Regions from separate parts of the Urocitellus parryii genome. Here region 2 is linked to region 1. A link is a contact called in public Hi-C data. All regions are on one chromosome and are shown on one strand. Each heading gives the region's core, a stretch centred on a gene start, on an enhancer-like site or on the middle of the called end of the contact. The rest is flanking DNA. Distances are from core to core; before and after follow the strand shown. Region 1 holds the start of Mrps16 (mitochondrial ribosomal protein S16). Region 2 holds the start of Myoz1 (myozenin 1).

Evidence for each region. A called contact is a pair of places that touch in the nucleus more often than the background predicts.
Region 2: a contact with region 1 is called in a Hi-C map of muscle, with 2.8 times the contacts expected there. The contact joins the promoter of Myoz1 here to the promoter of Mrps16 in region 1. A contact is called at or near these places in 2 of 2 Hi-C or Micro-C datasets (liver and muscle).

Annotation. Positions count from the first base shown.
Region 1 is chr5:160,576,697-160,583,090 of mUroPar1.hap1, forward strand. It overlaps Mrps16 (mitochondrial ribosomal protein S16), which reads right to left and starts at 2,573. Exons shown (of 3, transcript XM_026390244.2): 1 at 2,418-2,573; 2 at 1,730-1,990; 3 at 664-1,238. The coding sequence starts at 2,430. The coding sequence ends at 1,105. Cfap70 (cilia and flagella associated protein 70) reads right to left here. Exons shown (of 28, transcript XM_026390245.1): 27 at 4,633-4,680; 28 at 3,595-3,904. The coding sequence ends at 3,824.
Region 2 is chr5:160,929,747-160,936,716 of mUroPar1.hap1, forward strand. It overlaps Myoz1 (myozenin 1), which reads right to left and starts at 4,435. Exons shown (of 6, transcript XM_026390227.2): 1 at 4,325-4,435; 2 at 3,188-3,278; 3 at 2,013-2,191. The coding sequence starts at 3,260. Synpo2l (synaptopodin 2 like) reads right to left here. Exons shown (of 4, transcript XM_026390170.1): 4 at 6,538-6,970.

The DNA of each region.
Region 1 (6,394 bases), core at 1,323-3,822:
GTTGCTGAGGTTCGCTTTGAACTTGCAATCTTCCTGCCTCAGCCTCCCAAGCCCCTGGGATTATAGGCATGTGTCAACACACCTGGCTGTATCAGTCTTATACCAAACTTTGAAATATATATTATCCAGAAGGCACTAAAACCATGTAATTTATGCTTACAGTTATGGAATTCTGCATCTCTTGGGGGACAGATACTGTGATATTTTGTTTTGGTAACCAATCATTTATGTTACCAGACTCATGACACCTAAACATGATCCTATTACTGAATTTCTTAGTAGACTTTTAAAAAGCATCCCACCTTTATTTATTTTTTCCCCTATACATACAACATATGTTGAACAGGACTTTCCAGGTAGGTACATTGGGGTGCTTTACAAAATCAGCTTCCTTCTAATTTCTCATCCTTAAAAGGTAGGCTATTACAGCCCAAAAGCAATTTTCATGATCAATTTGACTTTGTAAAGTTACAATTACATGTCAAGCAAAACAATCTACAATTACAAAAAAAAAAAAAAGAATAAGAGATCTATGTTCTCATGGGATGATCAAGAATGATTAAGGAAACATTTGGATAGGTCAAGTCACTCTGGTTGGGAGTTTTTTTTTTGTTGTTTTTTTTTTTTAAAGAGAGAGTGAGAGAGGAGAGAGAGAGAGAGAGAGAATTTCCAACATTTATTTTATTTAGTTCTCGGCGGACACAACATCTTTGTTGGCATGTGGTGCTGAGGATCGAACCCGGGCCGCACGCATGCGAGGCGAGCGCGCTACTGCTTGAGCCACATCCCCAGCCCCATGGGAGTTTTTGAAGCAGGAAAGTTTTGAACTTTAATTGTAAATTTGCCCAAATGATCCAAGGACAACCCAAAGTCCAATCTTCCCCACAGCTACAGTTTTTCCCCAAAATGACATCCAGAAATGCTTAATATCTAGACCCAGCTCTTATACAAAAACAAATCTCTGGGCTCCGCTTAAGCTAGGCCAGAAGAATATGGTAACTTAGAAAACTCCATTTATTGACCTCCAAACCCAACAAATTTATGAGCTCCACACAAGTGTTTTAGGGGACCTTGACTTTGTAACCACTGTTATATTCACTGAAGTCAACTTGCTTCTGTTTCTATAGCTTCTGTATCTGTTTTCTGTGAAGCTAAGAGAAGTTCACGTGCCCGTTTTCTTCGCAGTCTCTCAGCATTTGTGATCACCATGGGATGCAGAGGGAAAAAGCCAGAAAGACCTAAAAGCAACAGGATATTCATTTATTATAATAGACTACAAGCCAATGTTTCCCTGAGAAGTTTGCCTCACAGAATTGAGGTCTGAGTTCAGACCCAGAGTATGGATGTAAATGCCTCTCACCTACCCAACTTTCTCCTTCCTCTTCCTCCAACCTCCTCCCTCCATTTACTGCAAGGAGTCAGTGGATGATGTCTGTTTCCTAACATTATTCTCCTTACTTGAAAAAAAGATAAACTAACAGATGGCCATTGGAGATATGTTATTCCCATTTTTAGCATAAAATCCCAGCCACTTATAAAGGCTTCATAAAGAAGTCCATAAAAGGAATCTCCAGATTCCAAATGACAATTAGATCACAACTTCAGTTTCCACTCCAGTCCTGAGCAGTCTGGAGGGAATGAAAAACATTCTTCAATCTCAGATGATGAGAACTTAGAACTGACTTCAGTGTAAAATCCCCCCAATGAGTTAAGACCAGAGCTGAGTTACCCAGAAGCTTCTCCATAGGCTTAGAGAGGTGGGCTCCACAGCCAATCCAATGCCGGATCCTTTCCAGGTTGAGGGCAACGAGTTTTTCTCCATGACAGTTGGGCAGTGGATCATAAGAGCCCACCTGCTCCACGAAACGGCCATCCCTGGGACATTTGTTGTGAGCCGCCACAATACGGTAAAAGGGCCGATTGGTGCAGCCACTCAGAGCAAGGCGGATGGTTAAATGGCCCCCATGATAGGCCTTGCAGAGGAGGGTAGCTATAGAGAAATAATTGGTTAAGACACAAGATCAGAGAGCACAAAGCAGGCAAAAATGAGATAGTCAGAGGAACAATTCCCTTCTTCCACTCAAATGTCTTCAATCCCAATGTTTTCTAGTTCATGTGGCTTAGATACCATCCTCTTTGTGAAACATCCCTTCACTGCTCCAGCCAGAAATGCTCGCCTCATTCCCAAATCCATTCCGAAAAGGCCTACCATTTACAAACTCTTTGACTTTGTCATACCCTTAACTGCCTCATCTGTAAAGTGAGATGAGGGTTTCTGGAAGGAAAATTTGAGCAGAGGGTCAACTGTAACGCTGTGTGGCTGATCCAGCGCGCCTAGGAGAGCGCTGCTGCCTCTAGTCCTGGACGCCCCAGCTCCCGCCACCGCCCGGAAGGTCCCGCGGGCCACGATGACTCACTGAGGTGGACCATGGTGGGGTCCACGTGCGACTCCTCGGATCGTCCCGCTGCTGATACAGACCCGCAGGTGAAGTCGCAGGGCGACTGGGAGAGTCGGCGCCCAGCTGCTGGGACGCCCCGGAGCTTCCGGAACCCAAACGCCGCAGTCCCGGAAGCTGGCGTCCCCTCGCCCCGCCTCTTCCGCTCTCCCCCACCTTGTTCCCAGGGTGCTACACCATGCGGCCTTCGGGGCGGTCTAGTTCTTAGGAGTGGATGTGTGACCCTCTCTGGGATGAGTGCCCGCTGGAGTGGGGAACTGGGGAAAATGCCGGTCACGTTCAGGGGAGGGCTAAGTGTTCCCCAAACCCATACATCCCGCAAACGTGTTTTGAGCACCTGGTGGTGCCGCGGCGCCGTCCTGAGAACCTAAATACAAAAGGGTGCTGTCCTCTCCCCTCAGGGAGCTCTGTCTAGTAGGGAGTCGGTGGGAGCGCACCAGAAAAGCTAAGGGCGGTCTGTACTCACAGCGGGGGTAAGTAGAGAAAGGGAAGCCGAGAAGGTGACGCCGGGATTTTCTCGGGAGACTTCGCAAAGGGGACAGCGTTTGGGCCGAGACAAGGAGTTTATCTTTCTGTTTACTAGTTTGCCTCTCACTTTTCCTCTTACTCTTTTCCCACTCCCAGAGGCAGTCACATCATATTAGGAGAACCTTTATTCCTGCTTTTGCTGTACTGTGATCCAAGAAGGCAGAAGTGGAGTATGATTTGTCATCTTCAGTGAAGAGATTGGCATTTCTTATAGGGTGTTGTCTTCATAGACCTTGTGGTTTAGATCCATGAAAATACCCCTGGTTCATTAGGAGTTAGAACCTCAGACTGCAGCAAAGCTTCTTAGTTCATCGTTGGTTCCAAAGGTCCTGGCCACAACTACTATGCTCTTTGCTCTAGTAAGTTGACCCAGCATAGGAGTCTTTTAGGCCCACCTTTGAAGATGATGGCTTAATTCCAAGTTCCAGTACGTGAACCTGGCTATGGACATTGGCAGCTGACTGTGACTCCACTGTACCTTAATTTAATTTCTATACATAAATTATATAATGATTTATACATTTATATGATCTATATATATATATATATATATATATATATATATATATATAGTACATACTACTTATAGTTTAGTATACCCTACCTCCAGAACCACACTGATGAATTGTCTGTCTCTTGTTTACATTTTTATTATGATCCAGTTTATATGGATTAGTAAAATATCCAGTAACAGCCAATGGAAATAAATGAATGAGTTTCTCTTCATTGAAAACAAACATTCTTTGGTTCTCCAGCTCTAGGCTTCATATGGTGAAACTTTCTCAGGAAAGGAAAGGAGCTCAGAGTCCCATACAGAAAATTCTTCAGTTTTAAGGATGTCAGAAAGATGGATTTCCGAAACCAACCATCTCCTGTACTGTGTGGATTTCTGCAAGTAGAGCCTCATCTTTCAGTTTCAGCTACAGGAACAAGGAAGGGAAGTACACAGGTTATATCTGATACACCTAAGTATCTTTGAAGATGACCCCTCATTTATGGGGCCACAGCTAAAGAGCAAAGTCCCCAGGGATGGGATTGGCTTTTCCTATATTTATTTCAATGGAAGCTCTATTAAAATACTTTAGAGCCTTATTTTGTTTATATGGGTACCTTTACTTTCTCAAAATGCATCAGGGGCTATGAGCTTTCATGATTATCTGAATTTAATTTTAGAATCTAGGTTTGTAAGAAAGCCATCTAGTAACCTGCTGAATAACCTTCTCTTACTAGCAAAATCTTAATTTCTTCCCAGGGCAGCAATACTAATCAGTTCAAAAATCACATTCCTGCTTCCTTGGCAGCTGGAGGTAGTCAGATGACTGACTGTGGCCAATGTAAGCTAATATCATTGGGTGGAATACCTAAACAAGCCCTGGAGGTAAAATAGCTATAGTGTGGGGTTCCTTGTTTCTTTTCTCCCATTAAGCTATATTCTAAAACAGTGGAAAAAAAGATCACCTAGACAACATGTAGGTTACAGGTAAAAACCTAGCAGCCCCATGATGATGGCAAAGACAGTAAGAAAAATCTCTCTAAAAATATTCACATCATGAAACGCTCTAAAGTCCTGAATGAAATCGGCACCTTCCTCCTTGTTTCCCAACCTCAGCATGGTGCAGGCAAAATGACAGAGGTATATGCATCGTACCTTTAGTGTGTACTTGTAAGCCTGCTCTGCTTCTAGTTGCCGTCCAGCCTGAAAAAAGTTCAGCAGCTGGTGATGATGACATGTCATACACATGGTGAGAAAAATACATTTCTCCAAATATTTCTACCTAACGAGAGGATTATACCTTCCTGGTTAAGAAACTGAATTCAAAGGGGAAGCAGGAAAATAAAAGGTGGTAAGTAAAGGCCAATATTTTTTAAAATCTCTCCTTTAGCCCAGGAAATTTTTAGAAACAATTTGGCCTCTCATTTTTTTTTTTTTCTGAAAGCTCATGAGTCATTTGTTCCTCCTAGAATTTATGCCATTTTGTTAGTAATTGCAACATTTTACAGTGCATATTATGTGATTTCCATTGTTTTCCTCATGATGTTTTAAGTGCTTTATATATATTCACTTTTAATCCTTATAACCTGGAGATAATTACTATTATTATTATTATTGGTACCAGAGATTGAAATCAGGGGCTCTTAACCACTGAGCCACATCCCCAGCCCATTAAAAAAAAAAAAATGTTATTTTAGATGAACACAATACCTTTATTTATTTTTATGTGATGCTGAGGATTGAACCCAGTGCCTCACACATGCTAGGCAAACACTCTACAGCTGAGATACAATCCCAGTCCCCCAACCCTTTTTATATTTTATTTTGAGACAAAGTCTTGCTAAGCTGTTTAGAACCTTGCTAAGTTGCTGAGGCTGGCTTTGAACTCGTGATCCTCCTGCCTCAGCCTCCCAAGCCACTGGGGATTATGGGCATGTGCCACCTCACTCCCAGATAATTACTATTATTTATCATTCTATGTTAACAGAAAGAAACTTAAGGCACAGAGATTATAAATAACTTGCCAGGGTTTTTTAACTAGTAAGTGGAAGATCTGGGTTTTAAAAAAATGAAGTCTGGCTCCAGAGTCCAAGTTTTTACCTACTATACTTAATCCCATCTCCATGTATTATAAAAAGGAAATATTAGGATTCCTTCCATGCAGCTCTGGATATGAGGTGAGAAAACTAACTACTCTGCCCAGTTGATATATTCCTTGCATGAAGCTCTCCTCCAAGAGTTAAATGAGATGATATATATTCCCTATTACACTTCACAAGTTTGAATATAAGAAGTTAGAATATTCTATGTAAAAAACCACAGAATATTTGCACTGCAAGGAACTTTGGATGTTTAATCCAATCTCCTGATCATGTGGAATTTTTACTAGTTCACAAAATTTGGATGCCCCAAACCCTCACTTCCTACAACATCTACCCTCTGAAATATTACCTCCTGAAGTTCCAGTATACCTGCTCTTTCTACCACTACTATCTCTGACTCCTTCCTGATGAAGGGAGGCAGAGGCCCAAATGATGTGAGCATCCAGAATAGTCAAAGCAGTTTTTTTTTTTTTAACATTTACTTTTAGTTGTAGTTGGACACAATACCTTTATTTTATTTTATTATGTGGTGCTGAGGATCGAACCCAGGGCCTCACATGCTAGGCGAGCGCTCTACCTCTAAGCCACAATCCCAGCCCCTCCAAACAGTTTTGAAAAATAATTGTATTATTCTGAACATCATGACAGTAATGTTTAATAGAGCTTCCATGAAATAAAGATATACATTTTTATGTGTGGAGAGTGGTGATAGTGACTGGGAGACTAGTGTCTGAGGTTGGGCTCCCTGATGACTTCATGCCTATGGCATACTTGTTGACTGGGAAAGTTTCTGTGTAAAGGCATATGGAGATGTC
Region 2 (6,970 bases), core at 3,185-5,684, 350 kb after region 1:
CTAAAAGAGCAATACTGGATTCAGTCCTGAAACCTAAAAATAACCCTGCCAACTTCTTGAAGAGTCTCTCCTGGCTGTCTTACCAAATATTCCCCTATGCTCCACCCAGTGTAACCAGACCCAGTAGAGGGGAGGGGTTTTGGCCTCCTAAAGTTAGATATGACAGGCTCAGCACTTTTACTGGGTTCCTATGTAAGGGCCAAAGACGCACATTCCTACCCTGGCCCCATAGGCATCTATTTCCACTCTCCTGCAGTCACCTAGAGAAGGTGGAAGAAGAAGAAAGAAAATGGAGAATGTACCCTCTTTCTCAGCCATAATACCCTGGACCTTGCCCCTCTCCAATCCCTGCTTCTTTTTAGTTGGAGAAGAAGCCTAACTAGAAAATGTAGGACTTTTTTTTAACCTTTATTTTATTTGTTTATATTTATGTTGTGCTGGGGATCAAACCCAGTGCATCATGCATGCTAGGCACATGCTCTACCACTGAGCCACAATCCTGCCCCTCCTTTTTTTAATACTATGGATTGAACCCAGGTGGATTTTACCACTGAGATATTAATTTTTTGTTTTGTGACACGGTCTTGCTAAGTTGCTTAGGGCCTTGCTAAATTGCTGAGGTTGACTTTGAATTTGCCATCCTCTTTCATCAGCCTCCTGAGTCATTGAGATTATAGGTGTATACTACCATACCCTGCCAAAAATGTAGGATATTGAAGAAAGATGATTTCAGTCACCACAGCTTGGGGTCCTTAGGGAAAATTTAACCCTAACCCTTTAATAAAAAATTACTAAAGAAGGAGATGGCTGTAAAACTCATTTAACTATTTCTAAGGTTGCCAGATTTAACAAATAGAATTACAGGAAACCACTTAAATTTGAAGCTCAGATGCACAACAAATAATTTTTCAGTATAAATATATCCTAAATATTTCATGGAGCATGCTTATACTAAGAAATTATTCATGTGTCTATGAAATTCAAACTTAAATGTGTATCTTATATTTTTATTTTGCTTGTATATTCCAAATGTTCTAGGGGATTTTCTTTTGAGGGGGGCACCAGATGTTGAATTCAAGGGCACTTGACCACGAAGCCACATTCCCAGCCCTATTTTGTATCTTATTTAGATACAGGGTCTCACTAAGTTGCTTAGTACCTCACTTTTGCAGAGGCTGGCTTTGAACTTGAGATCCTCCTGCCTCAGCCTACTGAGATGCTGAGATTACAGGTGTATGCCACCTCGCCGGGCAGGGAGATGTATTTATAGAAAAACAATATTCATTATATAACTCAAAGATCAAATTTAACTGGGTATACCATTTTGGGGTTTTTTATTTGGTTAGGTTTTGCTTTTTTTGTTTGTTGGGTCTTTTAGGTTTTTTTATTTGTTTGGTGCTGGAGACTGAACCCAAAGCCTTGCACATCTAAGCACTGAGTTATACTCTCAGCCCTATTATTCTGTATTTTTAATTTTTCATTTATTCTTTTGTCCCAAATATTGCAAGGGACATACTTTACTAAAAAAAAGATAAAAATAAAAATAAATCATTGTGAATCTTAACCTCAAAATACAGGACTGGCATTCTGTGTTTTATCTGATAACTATTTTAATACTTACCCATACTGGGAAGGAATATTTTACCTGAGGGTGTGGTATTCTCCATCCCTTACTGACTCTAAGATGGAGACTTGAGTTTCAGAGATGAACTATAATTCACTTTAGAGTTACTGGGGACTCAATATATCTGGGGCTTAATGAACTTATACATTTTAAGGAAGAAGAGGTTGAGGTGCCTACCACCAACAAGCTGTTAGAAAAGATACTAGGCTTCGGGGGCTGGGATTGTGGCTCAGCAGTAGAACGCTCGCCTAGCACAGGCAGGACCTGGGTTCGATCTTCAGCACCACATAAAAATAAAGGCATTGTGTTGTGTCCATCTACACCTAATTTTTTTTTTTTAAAGACAAGATACTAGACTTTCAGAAAGTGTTTACGATTCTGAACTTACCATTGAGCTATCAGAGAAAACATCAGGATGGTTTTCATAGATAAATTTTTCCACCCGCATCTGTCGCAGTTTGAACATCTTAGAGCCTCGATTGGTGAGCAGTGACAGCTCCTCCAACATCACATCCCTTGGGACGCTGATCTTCTTGCCCAGGTTCAGGCCTGAGCTCTCCTGTCCACCTTTCAGGGAGGTGGGGAGAAAGAGGCAAGAGAAAGAGGAAAAGTAGAGTTTCCTGGACTCAGAATGCAGACCTTGTCCACAACTAGCGTCCTATTAGAAACCCTTTAGAGGACTGGATGTTGCCTGTGATGTCTGAACAAGGTCTGTCTAGTATATAAGAGATTTTTATTTCCTGGGTTTGAAGTTGGAGTACTGGGAGACAGTGGAAATACTAGAGTAGAGAGGTAAAGAGGGTTAAAAGTGGCACAGGCTTGGGACAAAAGGTATAAAAGAACATCATAGATAGAGCTACTGAAAAATTTGTGGCATGAAAGAAAGTTGATAGGCTAATCCTATGTGGAATTGGCTACGTATGACCACATACTTTTGTTTTAAGTTCTTTCCCTTTTCTTCTTCTTAGTGGACTCTTTGACTTCAAAGAGCCTCCAGTTATCAAAAGAACTCAAGAAGGAGGAGGAGGAGAAGGAGAAGTGAAGGAGGGGGAAGAGGAGGAGGAAGGGAAGGGGAGGAGGAGAAAGGACAAGAAGAAAAGGAAGAAGAAGAAGGAGCTCTTCACATCCATGCACTCATGTTTATTCCCAGGAAACATACTTGTGCAATTTCCCATTTTAAATGTTAAACCAGTTCCCTAGCTCTGTGGAAAGATATAAGAAAATTAACCATATACTGGAACCTTAGCCTGTGTCAATCTCCATCATAGTTTCTTCCTCAAACATACCTCACTGACCATAGATCCTATGGTCCTGGAACTGAGCTGGCTAATATGGCAGTATATTGTCCCAGATTATAAGGTGGAAAGGATGGAAGGGTGAGTAGTCAATGTTGAATTCTGCCTGCCCTTCTTACTTCTCCTCTCATACCCATACCCCCCACCCTGGAATTGCTCTCGTTTGTTCACCCCAACACATTTATAACTTTATGTTATTTGTTGGATTGGTGGGTTAGGGATGCTTTTAATAAGAAGTCCCACATGAGGGAGCTGCAAACTTGCCTACCTCCAGTGAGTTCCATGATCAGCTTGCTGGATTTCCTCTTCTTGTTGGGGGCTGGGGTTCCTGAGAGCGGCATTTTGGAGGTATATTCTACCTGGATGGGGTAGGAATAGGGTTTAGAGGATTTACAGGAACTGGGAAAAGTGTTTATAGTAGAGCAATATTTCTTAACCTGAGAAGGCTTAAGGGGAAAATTTCCTCAGGTTTTCAAAGAAATATGTATTTCCCCAAAAGATGAAAATCCACTGTCTTAGGGGTTCTGTTTTCTTTGGAAACAGAGTCAGAAACAGAGATGTACCCTGTCCTTACCTTCTACCAACCTCTTATGGGCTATTTTACATAGAAATATTTTATAAGAAACATAGCTGAGGGAAAGGGGTGTTTAAAAGAAAACAAGAACAACTCGCACAGGACAGTGCACCCAAGTTTCATGGGTTTGGTGTGATTTGAAGTTTTTACTTGTATTGGGATATCAAGACTGGGGTTGATTTCAGGCTCTGGTCTCTCCTCAGTCTTCCTCCAAGTCCCAAGGGGGTGGAGAAATGTTCTGCCAGGGTTCAGGATATTCAGCCAAAAACATTCTCCATAGGAAGGAGAGGTTGTTGCTCCTCCAATGGGCCAGCTGGAACATGGCCTGAGAGGTCATGGCTGTGCTCCCTGTTGCTACAGTCACTCATGCCCCAGACCCCAGAGCTCAAATGGGTTTGGGGAACCAAGGAGCATTTGAACCATGTCACAAGTCAGTCAATACCATAGCAGTAGAGAATTGAGGGAGGACAAGAACATAGTAATAGGATCTGGCCATGGTTGGAGACAAGCTGGGAAAAGATAGAGACTCCAACCCCTCCTTAACAGCAGTTGGCATGCAGAGACATGCTGAGTCTTCTGCTGAGTCTTGCCTCACAAACACATCCACAATTCTACTAACTTATTGGGGCCTCAGAACCCCTACCCATTCATCAAATGCCTCCCTGCAACTTTCTGGGCTCTTCTCTTTCCAGCTCTCTGGTTTCCCCTGGACAGCTGGGAGCTAAGCATAATAGGAGGGGAAAGGGCTACTACCCAAGGGTCAAGAATCACAATTGCAGACACAGAAGTTAACCAAGTGAGCTCCAGCACCTTAAGTCATAGCACACTTACCGGCTGCTTAGTTGGTGATCAGCTCTCCCTGGGGTTCAGCAGCTTTGGAGGACCCAGCTGCTGTGACCGGAGAACCGAGCTGGGCAGGCGTGGGGGCAGCACTGGCAGTGGGGGAGGGAGGATGGTTATTAATAGAGATGATGAGTGCAAGCAGCTCAAATGGCACAGGGGGTACTGAGACCCTGGAACCAAGATCCCGCCCTCCTTGCCCAGAGGCTCAAGAAGGGGAGAAGGGCCTTTGGGATACTCCCACTGAGCTGACTGAGCTAGGAATCAATCTCCCTAGGGGATCCCCTTTGCACCTAGAGTCTGAAATCCAAAGAAGCATTCAGGGAGAAATTGAAGATAGAGGGAAAGGAAAAGGGAAGTTAAATTCAGAGTAGAAGAAAGAGAACCTAGAAAATGTGCCCTGCAGTCACTCAGAGCCGCTCCAGGCCAAAGCTGGAGGGACCTGTGGGTATATTTAGAAGTAGGAAAGATTAAGGCATTATATTTGAAGACAGGATGGATGTCTTCATAATTGAACTTCTTTTTAAAAATACCTAGTTTTTTTTTTCCTCTGAGAGAGCAAATTAATGAAATGCAGTGCAGTAAGGGATGTGTGGGGAAGACCACCAATTCTTCTGACTCTTCACTCCCTTTTCTTTCCTCTTACACTCTGGAAGTTCTAAGAATAGGTGGACACCACAATCTGTGTTTTGGTTCCTGTTTGCTGCTGGGGTGCTCTGTTCAGCCTGCTGTGTAGGATAGATGTTATCTCCCTGAGAAGGTCTTGTAGGCTTCTGACCTGCCCATGCCTTGCTCTCCAAGGTTCCTACTTTGGATTTCTTTAAAGAGAAACATACACTCTATATAAGATCTGGACTGTCCTATTTGTACTGTTCTAAAGAAGCCTCTTGGCAAAGGTACAAGCTTGAGTGCCCCTTTGGAGGAAGGCTGTCATTTGTACAGCACCTTCCTCAGTAGCTACAGAAACATTTTGGATCTTTCTCCAACTTCTTTTCAGGGTCTAGAACCAGATGCTACATTCCTGCAGCCACCACTATTGCACTATTACAGCTGCCTCAGGATTTTTTTTTTTTTTTTTTTTTTGTATTAGGGATTGAGCTCTGAGCTAGGGACACTCAACCACTGAGTCACATCCCCAGCCCCATTTTGTATTTTATTTTGAGACAGGATCTCACTGAGTTGCTTCGCGCCTTACTATTGCTGAGAATGCCTTTTGGACTTGAGATTCTCCTGCCTCAGCCTTTGAGCTGCTGGGATTACAGGCATAGGCCACTGTGCCCAGCAGGAAATGGTTTTTGAAGTTTACAGAATATACTCCTGTCCCTCTGGGACGTCTCCACTTTTCCTGTTCCTACCCTCCTTCCATCCTATACTTTCCAGGTTCAGGATAGGGGCTCAAAGTTCCCCCACCTACTACCACATTGGTTTCTGTCCAGACCAGCTATGCTTCCAGATCCTTCATCTTTAGTCTTCCTCCTCTGTTCCTTCCCAACACAAGGAAGCAACTTAGAAGAAGAAACACAAGTAGTAAAAGGTGATTTCATCATCACCTCTAAAAAACAAACTCAAAGTTTAATGTCATATGATTCAATATCTAGAACTACTTTAGTGGGTGAAGACAGGCTATTTAGCCCTATGGTCTCTGGTGTTTGCAAACATCTAGTTATTGGCACAAATATGCCCTCTGCTGGTTAATTTGAGCAATGGCACTTTCCTTCTCAGTCTCTCCGGATTCTGATGCCTTCCTTTCTCTATTAGCCTCAATCCACTCCTCCAACTTTCTTTCTTTACTCTCCCTTCTCATTCATTACTATTCCTTCATTTATCTCATATAAATCTTTCACCTTTTACTATCCCTTCATTTAATTCCCAGCGAATGTTTAACATGGATGTTTCCTATAAGTAGGAAATGTTGATGGCAAACTTCTCGCAATTTCCTTGCCTGAAAAGGAGCAGTAGAAGGAGAGGAGGAGAAATCTGATGGAGACTGCACTGAGAAGAAATAAAGAGGAGAGGTGGAGGTGCTTAAATCAAAGAAGGATATATTTGATAGGAGTAAAAGACTAGGGAATGAAGGGCAAAGGACTGAAAAATGAAGGGCAGGATTGGAAATAGAAATCTGAAATTGAATTAGAGGAATGGGTCAGAGGCGATCAAGGTGGGGTCAGGATTTGTGTATAAAATCAGAAGAGATGACAGCAATAGAAAGTATGGGGCATAAGTTTATTCTTGTGCACAAACCAAAGGACTGTGACTCACACCCTGTAGGTAAAGGAAATGATCATTTTCCAGATCAAACAGCAAATGTGGCTGGTGGTAGTCTTGGTGAGAGGTGAATCCATACTCTTCTAGGATTGGAAATTAGGAACTAAAGCTGAAAAGGAACACAAGCTAGGAATGGAGTAGGACTGAAAAGAGGTTTTGGTTCTGGGTATTTCCCTGTTCTTTCCCAGATAGTCATGACATGCTGCAGAAGACAAACTGAAGGATAGATTCATGGGAGATAGCACGGACACAAATTCTTCTTTCAACATTCAGCACACACCCTCATGCTTCCCTCTTACTATCATCCCACATCCCACAACCCACTTCACTTTAACAAATACGTTATTTTTCCTCAAAATTTTTCTCAGTCCC